2 separate regions of the Zea mays genome follow, and region 2 is linked to region 1. Evidence: chromatin contacts called from public Hi-C data. All regions are on one chromosome and are shown on one strand. Each heading gives the region's core, a stretch centred on a gene start, on an enhancer-like site or on the middle of the called end of the contact. The rest is flanking DNA. Distances are from core to core; before and after follow the strand shown. Region 1 holds the start of LOC103627801. Region 2 holds the start of LOC100193673 (Adenine nucleotide alpha hydrolase-like superfamily protein).

What was found. Hi-C and Micro-C count contacts between places; a contact is called where the count stands out from the background.
Region 2: a Hi-C map of ear shows a contact between it and region 1, with 2.5 times the contacts expected there. The contact joins the promoter of LOC100193673 here to the promoter of LOC103627801 in region 1. A contact is called at or near these places in 2 of 25 Hi-C or Micro-C datasets (ear and tassel).

The regions. Positions count from the first base shown.
Region 1 is chr5:219,304,839-219,309,690 of Zm-B73-REFERENCE-NAM-5.0, reverse strand. LOC103627801 reads left to right here and starts at 2,160. Exons shown (of 9, transcript XM_008648104.3): 1 at 2,160-2,776; 2 at 3,988-4,129; 3 at 4,239-4,526; 4 at 4,608-4,761; 5 at 4,843-4,852. The coding sequence starts at 2,679.
Region 2 is chr5:219,596,593-219,602,181 of Zm-B73-REFERENCE-NAM-5.0, reverse strand. It overlaps LOC100193673 (Adenine nucleotide alpha hydrolase-like superfamily protein), which reads right to left and starts at 1,935. Exons shown (of 4, transcript NM_001138766.1): 1 at 1,726-1,935; 2 at 1,499-1,608; 3 at 807-925; 4 at 393-708. The coding sequence starts at 1,903. The coding sequence ends at 618. LOC100191348 reads left to right here. Exons shown (of 10, transcript NM_001136782.1): 10 at 1-117.

The sequences.
Region 1 (4,852 bases), core at 911-3,410:
TCCGGACCTCGGTAAGCCACTTGATTCTTTTTTCTGCAGTCATGATCACGATCGCGGTAAGATTTGCACGAACGGATTATGTAAAATCCTTAAGAAAACGGGAACGTTGTAGCTCTAATTCATCCACCTTTTTAGCTACTCCATCCAAACAAAATATTTAAATGGTTTATGTTTAGTTAAGTATATATAGTTTATCGCAAAAAAGATAATTAAGTAAATAAATCAATAAAGTATTGTTGTCAAAAGTAATCTTAACCTTCTCATATGCTTCTATGCATTCCCACAAATATTATTGTCAAACTTAGGGCCCGTTTGGCACAGCTCCAGCTCCTGATTCTAAGCGAGAATCTGGAGGAGCCGTGCCAAACGGGTATTTTTTTAAACTGATTCTCGTGTGGAACTAAAAGATTGGGAGTCGTTTTTGTGAAGAAATGTGGGATCTAGAAAAACCTGCTCCACCTTCCCTTAAAACAGCTCCTCAACCAACCAAATATGGACTTCCACTTAAAGTTTGATCGAAATTACCCGCAATTGCTATTGGACAAAAACATAACGAGCCAATTTATGGATTAAACATTTGAGACCATTTTATGCACTACTATGATGGGAATATTTTATATGTTATTGTTTCATAATTTTTTTCCGTATATGCATCCTACTTATTGGTTTGTAACAAAGTTGAACTGCAAAGGGTACAACAGACAATTGTCACAGACTACCAACTCTCAGCAGACAAGAATCAGTTTACTTGCCAAACGGTTTTAAAAATGATTCTGATTCTCTAGGAGAATCAGGAGGATCAGCTCCTCACGAGGATCAAGATCTAGAGCTAAAGAAGCAGGAGCTGGAGCTTTGCCAAACAGACCCTTAATTGTGAAACAAAGGTTAGGGAAGCATGTGATCCTTCACTTGTTGGATTGGCCTTTGCCATCAGAAAATTGCAAAACCCTTTATGTGCTGTCTTTATAGGATGAATCCTAAATATTCGAATTATATAAAAAATTTAATACTTTAACATAGATGTGCATAAATTTGGTCATAGGTTGAAGACAAGAATATTTTTTATACATTTTTTGCATTATTTTCTCCATACAACGGAGAAGGTGAACGGGCATCTGAATATATCTGAACATCTGAATCTATCTGCATCTAAATTTTATATCAATTATTTAAATAATATATAAAACGAATTTAAGGTTTAAGTTTTATGAATCTTAATAAGCTCGATACTAAAAACAAGGATATACGTTTATATAACATATTTTATATCATATTTGGCTGACATCCGGATCCATTCCTAGGTATTTATTTCCATACTGTGCGAGTTGTAATATGACTAGCTTACGATCAATTTTACTTCCTTTGTCTAATAATAAGTGACCTTTAATAATTTAGTAAAAATCATATTAGTGTGAAAATATACATATATTTATTGTATTTGAGAAAAAAGAAAAAACTACGAAAAACACAACTATAATCAAGTTGTGTGATTCGTATATATAGGTATAGGTACATTTATTTTCGAAAGAAAAACTAAAGTCTAGTGCACTTATTGTACCACCGAGTACTCCCTAGCAGAGTGCCTGCCAAAAATCAATATGGTCTGCAAAGCAACAATTCCGTTGCCTGTCGCTCGGCTCGAGCCACGAGGCGTCACGCGCACGCCGTTCGTTTGCTTGCGTGTCCCCATGGTATTCCGCACCTCCGCGCTTCTGTCCGAACACCGCACTCCTTTCGCGCTCGGGCCGAAACGCCATCTCGGATTCTCGGAGGCCCATCCCACGGGCCACGGCGCACGTCAGAACTTGCGCAGACGATCCCAGCCTGGTCACGCAAGTTTCGCCTCACTTCTCTAGCTCCTTCCACTGGAGCGTGGTCCCACAGAACCAGAACCCACGCGTCAGGGAGAAACTGGAAGCGCTCGTCGTGCTACCTTTGCTTTGACGCGCGGCAAGCAGATGTGCCAAACGAGATGACGACAGCCGCGGAGGCGCATCACGCTGCCTTGTGGGGCAAGCACACAAACCGCCAGCTGGGCCCCACCATCAGTAACGCGGCCACGCGGTGCCGGTACGTCGACATTTGCGCCGTCAGCTATCGCCCGCGCCGAACGCGCCACCGCGTTGAACAAAGTGCGAGATGCCTGACGAGTGGGGTCCGGGAAAGCATCGTCCCCACATGTCATCAGCAGCTAAATATCCGAACTGTCTCGGGCGCAGACCGCAGAAGAAGTTACCCAAAGCAAAAGGGTAGGCGGGCTGCCACGGCCCGCACCCCCGCGCCCGCCGTTGGTTGGTTGGCTGCCTGCCTGCCTGCCTTCTCCCGCGGAGGGCACCGCGCCTCGCCGCGATCCGGTCACCGCCCTCCTCCCTGGCACGGGCGGAGCTCCACATCGCGTGGCAGCCGCGCGGTGGCGGCGGCGGCGTGTTGAAACTGGGAAGCCATTGACGATCTGGTGCCGCGTGGGGAAAAAGGGAGGCGGGCGGGCGGTGTCTTTACCGCCCGCGCGCGGGCATTAACTCCGGGCTGTGGTACCTGACCACCCTGGCTTGCGGATAAGCACAACGCCATGGGAGCACAGAGCTGACCTCGAGGAAGGTACTTGAGGAGGAAGCCTCTCCGATTCCACCATATTCGCACCCGGATTTGGGGGACTCCAGCGTCTGATCTGCCGTTTGATGCAAGAACTTGCCGTTTCTCAGCTAGGCTGCTGCGGCGAGATGGTGCGGGCCGGCGAGAATAGGCATTTCTTCCCGCTCACCAGCTTGCAAATCGGGTACGTTTTTCGGGGAATTCTCTCTCTTGTGCTCGGATTTTGTCACGCGATTGTTGGTTCTTTGCCCACAATAAGACTGCCGGCCTCTGGTTGCCAGCTTGCCGGCGAGGTGCTGGTGCTCGCTCACTGGAGTAATGGAGCAGAATGCTTTTGGCGCTCTTTTTTTTTCCTGTTGCGAATTGCGTTGTTTTACTGTTTGTGAGGTCGTTAAGATTGCAATGCGATGTGGTTTTGATGCTGATTTGTTGTTTATGCGGATGAGAGATGTTCGGCGAGTGATATAGATGTGCAAATTCAAAACATTTCCCCTTTTTCTTGTGTACAGTTTACCACTAGTTCTTGCAGGGAAACTGGCATGAGCCCGTTTGCCTCAAAGAAGTGAATTGCTTGCTTTTGTGCCGCCTGCAGAAGATAATTCCAACATACTGTTTTTGGGAAAGTGACAGGAATTGTCACAAAACGGGGAATGGGCAATTTTTATTCGCTTGTGTAGATGTTTCGGGAGGTACACTTGCGTTGCGTGGTCGCCAAATGGAAAGGAAACCCACGGTTGGAAATATTGTTAGTTGAAGCGACAAATGGTCAGAAATTCAGAATTGCCATGCACTGGAACCATTTTTCATTTTTGCCACTCATAGCGTTTCTCCCAACTTGTACAACATGGACTTTGTTCGACCGCCGGTAGTGATAGTAAAATCTGCATTCTGTCCGGTGGTCCCAGCAAAAACTGCCCAGGCTTCTGCTGCGTGTGTCCTTCCGTCCTGTGAACTGATCAGTATATATGTTGTGTGCCTATATTAGTTTCTGAGGTGCTGTGTTTTCAGTTTTTCGCTCACATTTGGACTTCAGCGTCCACAGACGAAATGAAAGAAAAGCTAAAAACTAAGCAGTTCAATATTATATGTTAACAGCTGAATTTCTGATATGTTTTTTCCCGGAGCTGGTATTTGCAAACGAGAATTAGTGCTGTGCTGGTGAGCATTTTGCACTTTCAGTTCCATGGTTTTGTCTATTTAGTTTCTGGGTTTTGACATCTCAATGTTTATTCTTGTCATCTGTTACAGCTCATGTAAGGTGGAATATGCTTTTTAGGGTGGGCATGATTTTTTACATTGATCTGATAACCTGACATTCTTTGTAAATTATATTAAATCATTTCTATTTATTATGAGTAGGGAACTAAACAAGGTTTTCTTTCATTTTAAACGCAGAGATTTACAGTCATATCTTGCAGAACTGACAATATTTTTGTGCCCTCATACCAAGAAGTTCCTTATATTGCTCGACAATCGCCCATGGTTGCTAGATCAGGATACAAAACCTGCTCATCTATGGCAATTGATGGTTACTAAGGTCTGTTGTTCTCGCTGCTTTATGCACACCTATGGCAGTATCTCTTTCTTGCTTAAGTTTCACTGTGATGCTAACAAACTGATTCTTGCTGTTTTTTTTTTTGCTCCAGTCAAGGTTTTCCCCTTTCGCCAACTCTAGGGCTAGGAGAAGGAGGGATGAAACTGATGAAAAGCTTGTGTACTCAACAAGCTCAGTATCTGCTCCCCATTTACAGAATAAATCTTCCAGATGGTATTCCTTGATCGACGACGCTATGCGGGAAAAGAAGCTTCAAGTAAATAAGTTGAAGGATGCCCGCATACTGAACAGGGAGCTTCATCAGACTTTATATGGTTTTATCATTTTTGAGGTAGACTGGGCTGATGTGCGTGGCATCAATTATTTGAATGAACTTCAGGTAGTGTTTAGAGAGATCATATTGATGACTTTAAATTGATAGCACAAAGCCACAAACTTATTTCTTTTACTATCATTGTAGACGGATACATCAATGGTTGTGGAGTCTAAAATAATGAAGAGATGGGAGTTTGATAGTGTCAAACAAGCTTCAACATTGATCGCTTCTTGGTTCTCTGGAAATCCTTTTGAATGTCAGCTCCTACAGGATTATTTGACCAACATCTCTTCTAACGGTAAAAGCACCAATAGTAACCCTTTCTCTTTTATCTTCTTCATTGCTGGTAGTACAAAGGACTTATATCCTTGATGTACAGGAGATATATT
Region 2 (5,589 bases), core at 686-3,185, 290 kb before region 1:
GCAAGAAAATGCAGAATAGATGGTTCACATTGTATAGAACACTGATGCAATTTAAGAATAAAGCACATCTTTCTGCCATTTGGAAATAAATATTTTTTATGTGGAGGTTTGTGTGTCATTTCTGCCAAATAGCTTTATTCTATAAAAACCTGCATGTCAGTAGGTCTTTAGGGCCCTCAACAAAGCAGCTACCAAGTGCCAACCTGTAGGGTCCACTTATTTCCTGACTTCCAGTTAAGAACCAAAATAACTTGTACAAAAAAAGCCTCTACATTTGTTGTCATTCATTCTTCAGAAACCTATGAATTAATCATTGATCTTTAGTAGGGGAAGCCTTGTCATGCGCATAGATAAAAACAGACTCACCAGTGACACAGTCATATATATAGTATGTAGAAATTTTCTTACATAATTTCACAAAGAAAAGCATAAATATATGTAGATAAGATTTAATAGATGAAATTCACAGATATCACAACTGGACAACAGATGTCAAGTAATAACACCGAAGCTAATTACCAGAGCTAAGTGCTAACACACCATCCTCACAAACGACATCAACCCAGTTGTACTAAATGATCCTTGCACTACAAAAGCCCCACATTAAACAGAAAAGATCAGGCACTCAACCCAGTTGGTCCGCGCACCACTGTAACCGGGCATGTTGCATTGTTGACTACATAGTTGCTGACACTCCCAAGGAGAGCCCTGTATTGAGATCCATTGAAATGTAAAATATTAGGGAGCTATGTTAGCCAAAGACTAAGCACTCGTAGTTTGACCGACGAGAGGTTAGAAATGTTCACCTTTTCAGTGGCCCTAAGCCCCTGCAACCAAGCACAAAGGAGTCCACCTTGAGATCATCTACCGCCTCACAGAGTTTCTCCCTTGCATCGCCCCAGTAAACCTTTGCTAGTACTTCCACCTGATCAAGCCGACATAGAAGCAACATTTTTACTAAATAGTATATTTGATACAATATTATTTTATTTTTTGCCTTCAAAATTAAATAATTCTGTAGATAGTTGGATCCATGAAAGGCAGGTTGCAGGTAACCTTCAAAAGTGCCTTCTACATTGTTGCTGTTGCCTTAGCCAGCCTTACCCAAATATAAAAATCAGGAGAACTATTGGGTGTATGTTTTCATATGTCCGCTGGTCAGTTACCCTTACTAATTCTTCAGGTTGTTTAATACAGTAGTTGGGAAGTGTTCGGTCCATTTTTTTGTTCCTGGCTGGCCAGCTACCCTAAACTTGATCAAATTTGAGGTTATGGTTTCATGATGTTTGACCTGACTTCCGACAACACAGATTATATGAGGATTTGAGTGGATTTTTTCCCTTCTTGTTGGACACCTTGCTATCGTGCCGCCTTTTTTCAATACAAAAAATACTTTGCATTGTATCAGTTGCAAACTATGTGTTCTGTTGTTATGCAACAATACAGTTTTCATCCTCTAGCTTAACCATCTAGCAGAGCAGAACCCTTGAAGTATTACCTGCTTGGACTTGGATACAGCTCGCAGGATCTCCAGTGTCTCCTTATCAGGGTTGAGCCCGTACCTCGCCTGCAGGTTCATCTCCATGAACTCCGAGAGAGGAATCAAAGCTGCAGATTACAGGAGAAAAAAAAGGAGGAACAGAATCAACGGCGCTGTCATCCGACAATCTTTGCGATGGAGACGAGAGAAGAAGTGGAAAGACGACGACAGATGGTTGTACTTACGTGAGCCGGTGGTCTTCCAGAGCTCCTTGTGGCTGGAGTCCACGCCCTTGGGGAGGACGTGGACGAGGACGAGACGGTCCCCGGCCTTGATCAGGTTGTCGACCGCCCACCTCGCGGCGGCCTTGCTGGAGGGCGAGTAGTCCATGCCCATGCCAATGGTGCGCTTCTCGGCAGCCATGCCTGGCGGACCTGCTGCAGGTTTCTTGCGGGGTTCTCCGGTGTACGAAGGCTGTGAAAAGGAAGGTGGTGCAGGAAGGCCGAGGCGCAGAGGCAGCTATATATATAGGGGTGTTCCTGGGAAGAGTTCGGGTTCTGTTCTGAGGTTGTTGAAAAGATCGTCGGAGTCGGAGTCGGAGTCAGAGTCGAGCCAAATATCCCGCCCAATTGGCATCCAACTCGTAGGAGCCTAGGTTGGCTTTATTCGCCTGATGAGGCGAAAGGTAATCGAGTCGGTTTGGTTTCTGACGATTGGGAGCGCATTGCCAGCTGCACATGCTAATCATGGCGCTGGTAAACATCCCCGAGCCTCTCTCTCGACCTGTCTAGAAAGCCCAAGAAGCGGTGGCTGGGTCCAAGACTCCCAAATTTGTAAAGCGTCTCGGCTGTTTTCTGTCTCCAAGTCTACTTGTTGAAGGCAGCAGTCGTTCGTGAGGTATCTATCAGTGCCCAGCCAGGTCTCTTTCCTGTGGGCAATCACATTGAATTCAACTGGAAGAGAGGTATCCAAAAAACCAAACTAGAGACTCTCGCTTTCTTAACAGAATATGGCTTGCCTCATTGTTCATCAGTTCGTCATGTTGATCTCGACGTGGCTTCGTGATCAGTAGTAGCTGCTGAGGTTAGCCAAGGCTAAAACCACGGGCCGGCCGGTGGGATGGGTTTGCAAGCTGGTGCTGGGATGGAACCGTATACCCTGACCTTTTCCCCACCTCTCGATCCTTGGCTAGCACCTGCAGGCAAAGGCTTGCGTGTTCAGTGATCATCTCGAAGATGTCGTGCATTGCATATCTATGCTTTGGTCAACTTTGTCTCGGCAAGTATGTGAGCATAAATAAATACTACCGCAAAACATGCCTGGAAAAGGCGCGTTCAGTGCGTACGTATGGATGACAGCGTATACCCGTTGATCCGAGGATACGTTAGTCTGTCTCTTACAGCTACCGTATCGTATCATATCCTATGCCTTATCCTTTATTTTAAACTTCACTCTACATATAAATCTGCTATTTTACACGATCTGTTGTAACTGCAAATAAGGACCGGTTGTCCCCAACAGCCTAATACTAGTCGATAGCGCCAGCAGAGAGAAAACAAAAATAGAAGAAACACAAATAAAAAATCTCCTGTAGTTCTTGTCTAGTCACACACCAATGGTACTGACCGGTTCATATGCAACAGACCAACAGTACCACATTTTCTTGGCAGGCGCTGTCTCGTACTAGACGCGGCAACAAATGAAGAAAGACCGCCTATCAAGGCCACATGGCCCTGGGACTGGGATACAGATGGGCTAGTCCACGAACCACTTGCATCTCTACCTGGACCAAACCATCGAATGGGCCTCCACATTAAGGCAGGCAGTTTCAGATAACTGGACTGTGTAGGATGAAATCTCGTTGGCTCTCGTTCGGTCCAATGGCCGTGGGAATCAGACGACACAGACATGTCAGTCAACCCCTGAGACCCAATTCGGTTTTCAAAATACAGAGATAACTAAAAAAACTGTATAATACAACCCTAAAACTTTAGATAATAAGTACAGCTATTAGACAACATGTATAAAGAGTCGTGAAAAAATAGACTCTTCGTGAAGAGATAGACTCTTTACGAAGAGTCCGTCTCTTATATTTTTTCACTTAGATTCTTAGAAACCCAACAAGAGACATCACATTAAATAGGATTATATATACCCCATAGTGTTCGGTGAAGACGGATGCTGGCTGCCTGCCTCCAAGCCGTCGCCGCCTCGCCGGTGCAGGCCCAAACATCTCCATGGGGATTGTCGACAATTGGACCATCAACTCCTGCCAGCTTTTCGTCGCCACGTAAGCAGCAGACCCATGTGGTACGCCGCGTACGTTTCATTTAACGCGTATCGTATGCACGCATGCACATAAGTTTCCGACACGTTAATTCTGCCCAAAAGTCCAATGTATATTTTGTACGTACTACCTTCGATTTTACACGACGGGATGACTAATAATGAATTGGCCGCACCAGTCCAATAATCCGTTCTCTCGTGCACCGACAAGAATTCTAGGAAAAAAAAATATATAAGTATCACTTAATGTTTAATAATCTTATTATTCTGAATTATAAGACATATTAACTTTTCATCATATATTGTTTTTGTTATAGATAATGCATCTAACTATAAATTATTCACGGGTCCTAACTTTTTATGAAAGGACATTTAGATCATTGATCTATTATCACTTCTATGCACGCGGGAGCGACGCGGGGGCCAAACGGGTCGTCAGTTTAAGGTTACATTTTTCATCAAGCATGTATACTGATTATTCAACTTCCTTGCGCTCCAATCCAAGGTTCCGCGATTGCCGCCCCGCCGGGACCACACGTTTCAAGATACATACACTCCTGCTAGAAGCTGGACTACCACTTCACTGAATGTTCGTGTTGATCCTCGCGAACTTTTCCTATAGTAAATTCTCGTTGAATTACTAAACCAAGTATCAGGTATTCAGGTCAGGGGATGCTACTAATAAGCGCAGTCGCTACATCCTTAACACTATAAAAAGGAGCTAAGCATGCTAGCACTTGCACCAATGCAAAGGAAGAAGGCAAACCTGCCTTGCTCAGTTCGATCAGTTTCTCAGGTATTTTCTTATCCTAGAAATCGAGTTGCATACTTGCATGCATGCCCTGTCCGATTGGCAGGTTTACTTGCAGTATTCGAATCGAAGACAGCTATGACCTATGAGTAGTTTTTACGTACAGTATATTTTTATTAGTTGGGCTGGGCAGCAGCTTTGCACTGGCGAACTAGCTTTCATGTCGGGCCGGGCGTTCTGTTTCCTGTTTCCAGGAACATCTTATCGGAGCATCTCAGCTTGTGTGCTGTCCGCCCGGCACCGTACCGGCAGCCACTGGAAGAAGGATGGGAGGCCGTAACAAGGTGAAGAAGAGCATCTGGCAGCTGCTCTGCGGCTGCTCGTCACCCCAGACGAAGGACTGATCGATTCAGAGCTCTCAACGCATGACCGTTCCACGTTCTGAGAGCGTCGTCGTCGGAAGTTGTTTCATGGCAGACGATGCAATAAGCCACTGTGCTGATTCGTTTAATTTGTTTGTGTCCGGTCTTTTATATGTATTATTTCTTATGTGCATCACGAAAGATGTAACGGATCGATCGATCGTTCCAGTGTTGTTGTTGTTTGATTCTTCAATTCAATTTGTTTATGGTCCCTGTCAGCTGATCTACTTGTGTGTTTTGTGTTACAATCTTTGAAACAGAATCTTTTTTACGTGTTCATTATTACCTATCATGAGCGAGTGGTACCTGGCTTGTTCCATTATTAAAAAAAAAAAACCGTTGTGAGAGCTACTATTTGGTGCATGCATGCATGCGGTGTATATGTAAAAGAGGATTGGAGTTAACGAAACACTAGCTAGTGCAACAAAAAATGGGTTAAAAAATCATGGTGACTAAAATGCAGCTCAATTCGAAGTCACGGTTTTTTTCTAACTTTAACTAAGCTTATGGTAAATTGCGCCAAAATATGCAATGTCAAATCGTGATGATTAAAAGTAAAAAGGGAAAAGGAAAAGAGAAGAAAAGGAAAGGAGCAGCTGAAGTGCAAGTGCTGAACCGTTCCAAACACGGCAAAAAGGTAAAAAATAAAA